Linked DNA regions of Ovis aries: region 2 is linked to region 1. Evidence: chromatin contacts called from public Hi-C data. All regions are on one chromosome and are shown on one strand. The core of a region is the stretch at or near the end of the contact, and the rest is flanking DNA. Distances in the headings are between cores, read along the strand shown. Region 1 overlaps ABL1 (ABL proto-oncogene 1, non-receptor tyrosine kinase). Region 2 holds the start of ABL1 (ABL proto-oncogene 1, non-receptor tyrosine kinase).

Region 1 (3,488 bases), core at 722-3,221:
GTTTCACTGACTGGGCAAACTTTATCCTTCTCAATAATTAAATTTACAGACCCTGAGACTCAGTTCATTTTTCAACATAAAATTTACATCCCGACACTTATTAAATATTGACACTGCTCTCCCTTCAACGTACGGCACAGCCATCTTCTAAGAGTCAAGTCTGGGGGCCTCCTTCTGCTTAGGGCTGCTCTGTGAGCGGCATGTTGCTTAGTGAACTGGGGGAATCGTCATCAGGAATTCATGGCATGTGCACAGGGGAAAGTGAAATGAGCATTATGACTGGCATGTCACCACGCTATGCGCCCAGTTACGTAAACACTCTGGGTGCTCAGCCAGGGCTGCACGTCCTCCTAATCACGCGGGGGACCCGAGAGATGGGGCCTGTCAGAGACACTCACCAGGAACAGCTCTCCTCCTGACAGCCAGGCTCACGGGCTCATCGGACTTGGGCAACCTTTGGCTGCCTCAGACCTTGGCGTCCGAACTCGGATGTGTGATTTACAGGCTGTGAGGCCAGAAGTGACACCTGCCCAGCAACTCCCAAGCTCCTCAAACACCAGCAGGAAGGCAGTCCTCACTAATAATTCCCCCTGGTCTCCTGGACTAGGGAAGGTCAGCTTGGTTCAGCAGGCTTTTCACCAGGTGCCTGCACCTGCTGAGCCAGTGTCAGGGCGGGCAGGTCTTAAAGACATGAGAGGTGATACAGGTGGTGCCCCGTCATGCCACCTCTGCTAAAGCTAGGCCCAGATTCTGCTCCTGTCAACCCCGAATCTTTGACTTCAGCAGCCCGTGAAAATAAACGCCAACTGGGCGGCTCGTTGAAGAAAGGCAGGAAAAACACTTACCGAGGGCTGTGAGGAGCTATGGGGCTTGGCAGTGGCGTCCCGCCAAGTAAGAAAGATAGAGACACAAATAACCAAACAAGGGGAGAAGGACGGGGGTGGGTGGTGGAGGAGGAACAGCAGCCTTTAATTCCGCTTTAACTCTGCTGGCAGAGGGTTCCAGGCTTTAAGAAAGCATCAAGAACAAAAACCAAACCCCAGGGAATCTAGAGACTGTTAAACCTCGCAGGACACCCAGGAAACAACAATGGCTGTTTGGTATGGCCCTTCCAAGAGGCTCGCCTGAGAATCCCGGAGTCCTGGGCTCTGGGGCCCGAGGCTGACGGACCAGCCACAAGGGCTGCTGAAACCAGAGCCAAGAGGGTGGAGGCAGAAAGAAATCCTGTGGGGCCTGAGAGAAGAATCTTCTAAAACTTCAGTTGTTTCCTAAAGATTAGCTAATTTGAAAATAAGAATTAGACTTATTCAACCCTGGCCTATTCCTCCCACCAAACTTTAAATTTTCCCCTTCGAAATCCAAAAAGGATTGCATCAAAGCTCTGCTATGCGAGCTGCGTTTTTCAGTGCCGAGCCACGTTGTCCCATGTGCCGCTGTAATACCTCCCCCTCCCTCCGACTTTGAGGCTGTTCCACTCATTCCAGGAATACGACCCCACCCAACAGAGTCCCCTCGAGTGTGACCTGATGACCCCATGGGCTGAGAAGTCTCCAGGTGCTGGGACAGCTGAACGGAGAGTCTTTGCTGGGGGCGGGGCAGAGGAGGGGAGGGGGGGTCAAGAAACCTAGGACATACTCATGAGCTGCCCAGTAATGGACACTGCCTGGTCAGCTCCCCGTGGACTACCTGGAATGAAAGGAACCCACCTGGCACACACCAGCTTCCAGACAGGGAGCTGGGCTTCCTCGTTAGATGAATGCTACAGATCATGTATCCACGCAGGCCTTGCTCTCTCCCCCGCTTTAACAATATTTCAGACCAACCCCCAGCTAATGAGTTGTCAAACTAGATCATGCCTGCCCTGCATCTGTTCCAAGGATGCTGATTAAATAACTCCAGGGAAAAGAAACCATTATCCTGTTCAGTACAGACCTTGCCTGATTACTGCGGTGCAGCATGGCTCGCCCTGGGTAAACAGCACAGATGGGAAGCAAGCTGTCAGCTCCAGGAAATCACCTCCCCGCCATGGGTGGTGCACTCTGTTCTAATTCACTGAAAAGGCTCCCCTGTGGCCTGAAGGCAAAGTTGCAAAGGGCCTAGCACCCTGGAATATATCTGCAGAATGGAAGGACCTGGCTCCACAGCTGGGCTGAGAACAATGGCCTGCAAAGCATGCTGATGAGGCCGCACTCTGGGCGCCCGTCAACAGCAGCCTATGCTGTTTGTCGTACAGACAGACTCTGGTGCTGGTGTAAAGACATGGGCAGTGACGGAAAGGATCAGAAAAACATCAGATGAGAACACTGAAAAAAGACATGTACTGTGAGTCTATATGATACAAATGAATGTGTGAGAATAGCCACGAAAATGCTAGCAAGATTAAGAAAAGGGGACTAGGAACTTCCCTGGTTGGTCCAGTGGTTAAGACTCTGCTTTCCAATGCAGGGGGCATGGGTTTGATCCCTGGTCAGGGAATGAAGATCCCTGCTTGCCACCGAAGTTTGGCCAAAAAAAAAGGACTAGCCCTACCAGATATTAAAATATATTTTAAAGTTGTACAATTAAAAAGTCTGGTATTGGTATATGAAGAGACAGACCAATGAAAGAGAATATACCTAAATGCAAATGTAAATTTGGTATACTTCAAATGTATAAGAAAAGATTAATTTAGGAAGCACAGGTATAGTAAATATAATGAGATATCATCTTTACCAGTCAGTGATAGGTTTTTGCAAGTCTGAGAACAGACTGCTAAGGAGGGGAAAGGGAACACACTCTCACAACACTGCTGGTGAGAAAACACATCTGCACAATTCCTAAAGAAAGTAATCTGGCACCATCTGCAAAGCATGCTGATGAGGCCGCACTCTGGGTTTTAGATATGTATAACCTTCAATCAGTTCTAGCAACTTATCTTGCATAACTTGGACTGTACACAAAGAAGTATGTGCAGTGTAATTTCAAAATGCTGGTCATGACCTACCAGTGGGGTCTACGGAATAAATTTAGTGGATTATGCCCAGAATGTTTTTAAATGAAACAGAACAGAATGGTATACAAAATATCAGAGTGCATTACATACAGTAAGAGTAATGAGTAGGATTTCCTGAACCTTCTGTTACTACTGTATATATGGGATGGTGGTGTAAAGCTCTTTTTTTTTTCATACAGTGGGCCAAGATTTTTTTTAAAAGGCTTGAAATCCACCTCAAAATGGCATTATAATAGCAAAAGACTGGAAACGGCCCAAAAATTGGCCAATAGGGAACTGCTTAAAAAAAATCCATACTATGTAGTCATTAAGAAGAATGAGGCAGCTCTGAATGTGCTGCCATAAGACAATCTCCAAAATATATTATTAGATTGGAAAAGCAAGATGTGGAACAGTGTAGATTATGTATCACTTGTGTTTCTTAAAAAGTATAAACAAGTATACACAGAGGAACTATGGGAGAAACTGGTCATAGTAGTTGCCTCCGGGCAGGGGA
Region 2 (3,488 bases), core at 340-2,839, 110 kb after region 1:
CCTAGAGGAACTGAAGTTTTAAGTAGAACTGGAAGGAACCAACACAAGCCCTGTGGTTCCAAAGTTCCTTACGCATGGCAAAGCGGAAAATAGGACCAGAAATCTTGAAGAGCACTCACCGTGTTCCACAAACACATTGCAGTGTGGACCCCCGTGCCTCGATGATTCCTTCTTGCCTGCTCCTTTGATAAAGTGCAGGGCAGGCAGACTTGGCCTCCTTTGGTCCCCAAGAACTTTTCCAGGCTGCTGCCCCATAAAGCAAGGATAGGCACCCCTTTCCAGAAGAGGGTTCAAGATCTTTCAGAATGATCAGTGAGCTGAGAAGGAAACGGTCTTTACGTGGGATTTCACATTCACCGCATCTCCACCAGTCAGTAACTGAGGTCAATCACAAGACATCTTCCACAATAAAAGGAAGTGAAGATTTTAGGTTGACGTGTGCAAACAGGAGTTCCGATTATATTCGCAGTTTATCAACTCGAAGTAATGTAACTGCAGTGCGACCTCAAAGTTCCTGGATTTCAAGTGTCTTTTACTGGCTAAGTTTCCTCCCTTTCAAGGAGAAAAACCTAAAGAGAAATATTCACAGGGGATGCTGTACAACGGTCAGTGAGGCTAAAGTCGTGTCGATTTCCACACATCGAGGAAACGTGGATCGGTCTTTGAATGCTCCTCCAGAACTTTTCCTGGGGAAGTCACCCACCCCCTATCTTGGTGTCTCCATCTTCCAACAAATTTCCTGCCACACTAGCTGCCGCTCCTGCTTTTTCTCTACTCTGCTCTCCGGAAAAGGACACGGGTCACCCCGACTTCAGCGGGAGCTGGCCCTCTGACGAGAAGGAATGCATGGCCAGCAACTTTTTAAGTCCGCTTTTTAAAAGGCCTGTGAAACCAGTCCAGGCTTTTCCTCTGCATTAAAGTTTCTGGCTGGGCTGAGGCTGAGGGGGCCGTAGGTGACATTGGAAGAAGTCAGGGCATTACAGGCTCACGGGAGCAACGTTGGGGGGCTGGGGAGGGGAGGCCACTTGACAGCAGGGAAGGGATTTGAATGAGGGGGGCGCTCCGAGGCCAAACTTGAGGCCGGGATTCGGAGTTAAGGGGCGGCTCGGGGGTAAAGAGGGAGGCTGCCGGGGCGGGGGGCACGGGCGGCTTACTCCGGGGGCGACGCTCCTCCAAGCCTCAGGAAACGGGGTGTCCCCAGGTCTGGGGAAAGAGACCACAACCCCAGGGTCCCAGAGCCGGGATGGAGCTGATACGGGACGACGGGCTCTCGCGGCCCCGAAGGCGGGTAGAGGATAGAACCGGGAGGAGGCCCGGCGGCCTCAGCTGCCCCGAGCCTGGGGGGGGAGTCTCTGTCCGAGACACCCCCCTCCCCCGGGCCCGGACGTGGCTAGGGCCGCCGCTGCCAGGCAGTCACATCCCCCGGGCTCCGTCGCAAGACCCGGCCTCCCCGCCCAAGTAGGGGCCGTGGACAACGCAAGGCGGGCTCCTCAGCTGCAGGACCCAGGAACCGGTTCCGGCTCCGGCGCTGCTCAGGGACGGTCACCGACCCCCGCGGCCGCCATGATGGATTACTAGCCGCTCCACAACGAGGCCAGGCCCCGCCCCGGCCCCGCCTCCCGATGACGTCCGGTGCGCGCTTCGCGTGGGGACCGGGACCCTCCAGACACCGCTTTCGGAGACGCTGCGGCTTCTTTCGGCTCTGGTCCCCCTGCCCTGCAGGGCCTGGCCCCGTACGATCTGTTAAATGTGGTTCTCTAGAGGGGCAAGAGGAGTGGTAAGGAAGCTCCCGCCTCCCCTGCACTGCCATTGGTCCCCGAGAATCCGGGTCAGCTCCCTCTCCTGCATCCCATTGGCCGACGGGGCTAGAGCTCCCAGCCAACCACTTTCGGCGTAGCCCGTGGGGCAGGCCGGGATTTGTGGTCCTACGGCGCCCCCGCCCCCGCCCGCGCTCGCCCGAGCCTGGCCTTTTGCTCCCGGCTCCTGAGCGTCGGTCCCGCCCTCCTGGGAGCCGGTGGACTCTAGCCGGCCTCGCACGGTGCTGGCCAATGTCTCCCTGAGCGGGTTGGTAAGGCCGGCGAGGAACCAAAGCAAGGGGAAAACTGCGGATTGGATTTCCCCAAAACCGGAGTTGGATCGCTTCTTTGAGCTTCTTTAGGAGAGAGAATTTAGTTCGCTCCAGGAAACCGACGTTATTTGGTGCCTCCACTGCCGCCCCTCACCCCGAACTTCCACCTTGACTCCAAGCAGCATAAATATTAGAACGAGCGAAAAATAAACAACTGGAGAGCATCGACATATTGCTAACGAATTGTTTCTTTGGAGTATCAGGGAGCCCACTCATTAATAGCATTTTAAGAACCTTTCGGAGGCATCGCATAAACATAGGTGTTTGAGTGAGAAAGAATCTTTAAACTGTCCACTGATGTATGTCAACTTCTCAAGAAAACTGGAGGTGGGGGGGAACAGCAGAAAAAGATTACAATATCTAATTTCAGGGGTGTACACATAGTCACATGAAAACATGTTAGCCGAAACTGCTGAGTTTACAGAACTAGCTAATGACCCGTGCAACCGGATCCACACATGCCATAACCCATTTTTATGCAACTAAAATGTACCCTCCTGGTCCCCTTCTTCACTCTCCAAGTCTCCCCAGAGCAATGCACCTGCCAGGATATACCCATCTCTAAGGGAATCCACTCATCACACCTAATCTACACTATGGTCTTCCGCTCTTCATAAACCATATTCTCATTTAATCCTTACTGTATTGTAGCCCAGTAACACAAGTAATGTTATCCCCTGTATACAGATGAGAAAACCAAGATGTGAGTTACTCAAGGTCACTGGCCTAGTCATGTGACAATTTGAGCCCAGATTGATACTACTCCAAAGCCTTGAATTTTCTCTTGTACCATTCAATATCAAGTAACTGTTGATCTAATGTTAGTTGATATTTTAGAAATTGCTACTGATAGTAGGGGAAAACCAGTAGCATTATAGGTGTTGCATGCTCAGTTGTGTATTTTAGAAATATTTCTGCTGGATTGGGAAATGGTGCTGATTTTATAGATACTGGCTTGTAAACATAGAGTTCCCTGGAGTTACTGAATGTGAAGCGAATTCAGAAGCAGAATTTAGATGTTAACTGGGTTAGCTTTGCTCTGTCACTGAGTAGTCTGGCTGATGAACGTCATCCTGGCTTATAGATCAGTCTTCAAGCATCAACGCCCTGTTCCCTCTATTTACCCATCATCTTATCTTTACCATCACCCTTTCTCTTTGAAGATTTCACTTTTTATTCCTTTTCACGCTTTCATCATTTCCTACGCATCTTCATTCTTCACTCTCTAGCTTAAAATTGACCAATCAAATCAGAACTCTAACCCACACTTCTTGAACTAATAAATCATTCATAAGCATTATTCAGCCCGTGTGCCAAGCACTGTCCTAGGTGCTGGGATACAAATGAAGCGCAGGGGTGG

What was found. Hi-C and Micro-C count contacts between places; a contact is called where the count stands out from the background.
Region 2: a Hi-C map of muscle shows a contact between it and region 1, with 6 times the contacts expected there. The contact joins the promoter of ABL1 here to the enhancer-like site in region 1. A contact is called at or near these places in 9 of 16 Hi-C or Micro-C datasets (hypothalamus, liver, mesenteric adipose tissue and 5 more).

The regions. Positions count from the first base shown.
Region 1 is chr3:5,814,665-5,818,152 of ARS-UI_Ramb_v3.0, forward strand. The region is part of intron 3 of ABL1 (ABL proto-oncogene 1, non-receptor tyrosine kinase); the gene reads right to left. Among named protein-coding and RNA genes, the nearest start is that of QRFP, 37 kb to the left of the region's middle. Within about 2 kb of position 1,972, at least 19 of the 54 cell types and tissues checked have an H3K27ac peak or open chromatin away from gene starts, as enhancers often do. A contact at or near this core is called in muscle and tail adipose tissue, where this site is marked.
Region 2 is chr3:5,922,546-5,926,033 of ARS-UI_Ramb_v3.0, forward strand. ABL1 (ABL proto-oncogene 1, non-receptor tyrosine kinase) reads right to left here and starts at 1,590. Exons shown (of 10, transcript XM_042248056.2): 1 at 120-1,590. The coding sequence starts at 255. EXOSC2 (exosome component 2) reads right to left here. Exons shown (of 9, transcript XM_004005581.6): 9 at 2,299-3,488. It overlaps LOC132659370, which reads right to left and starts at 960. Exons shown (of 1, transcript XM_060411660.1): 1 at 674-960. The coding sequence starts at 960. The coding sequence ends at 862.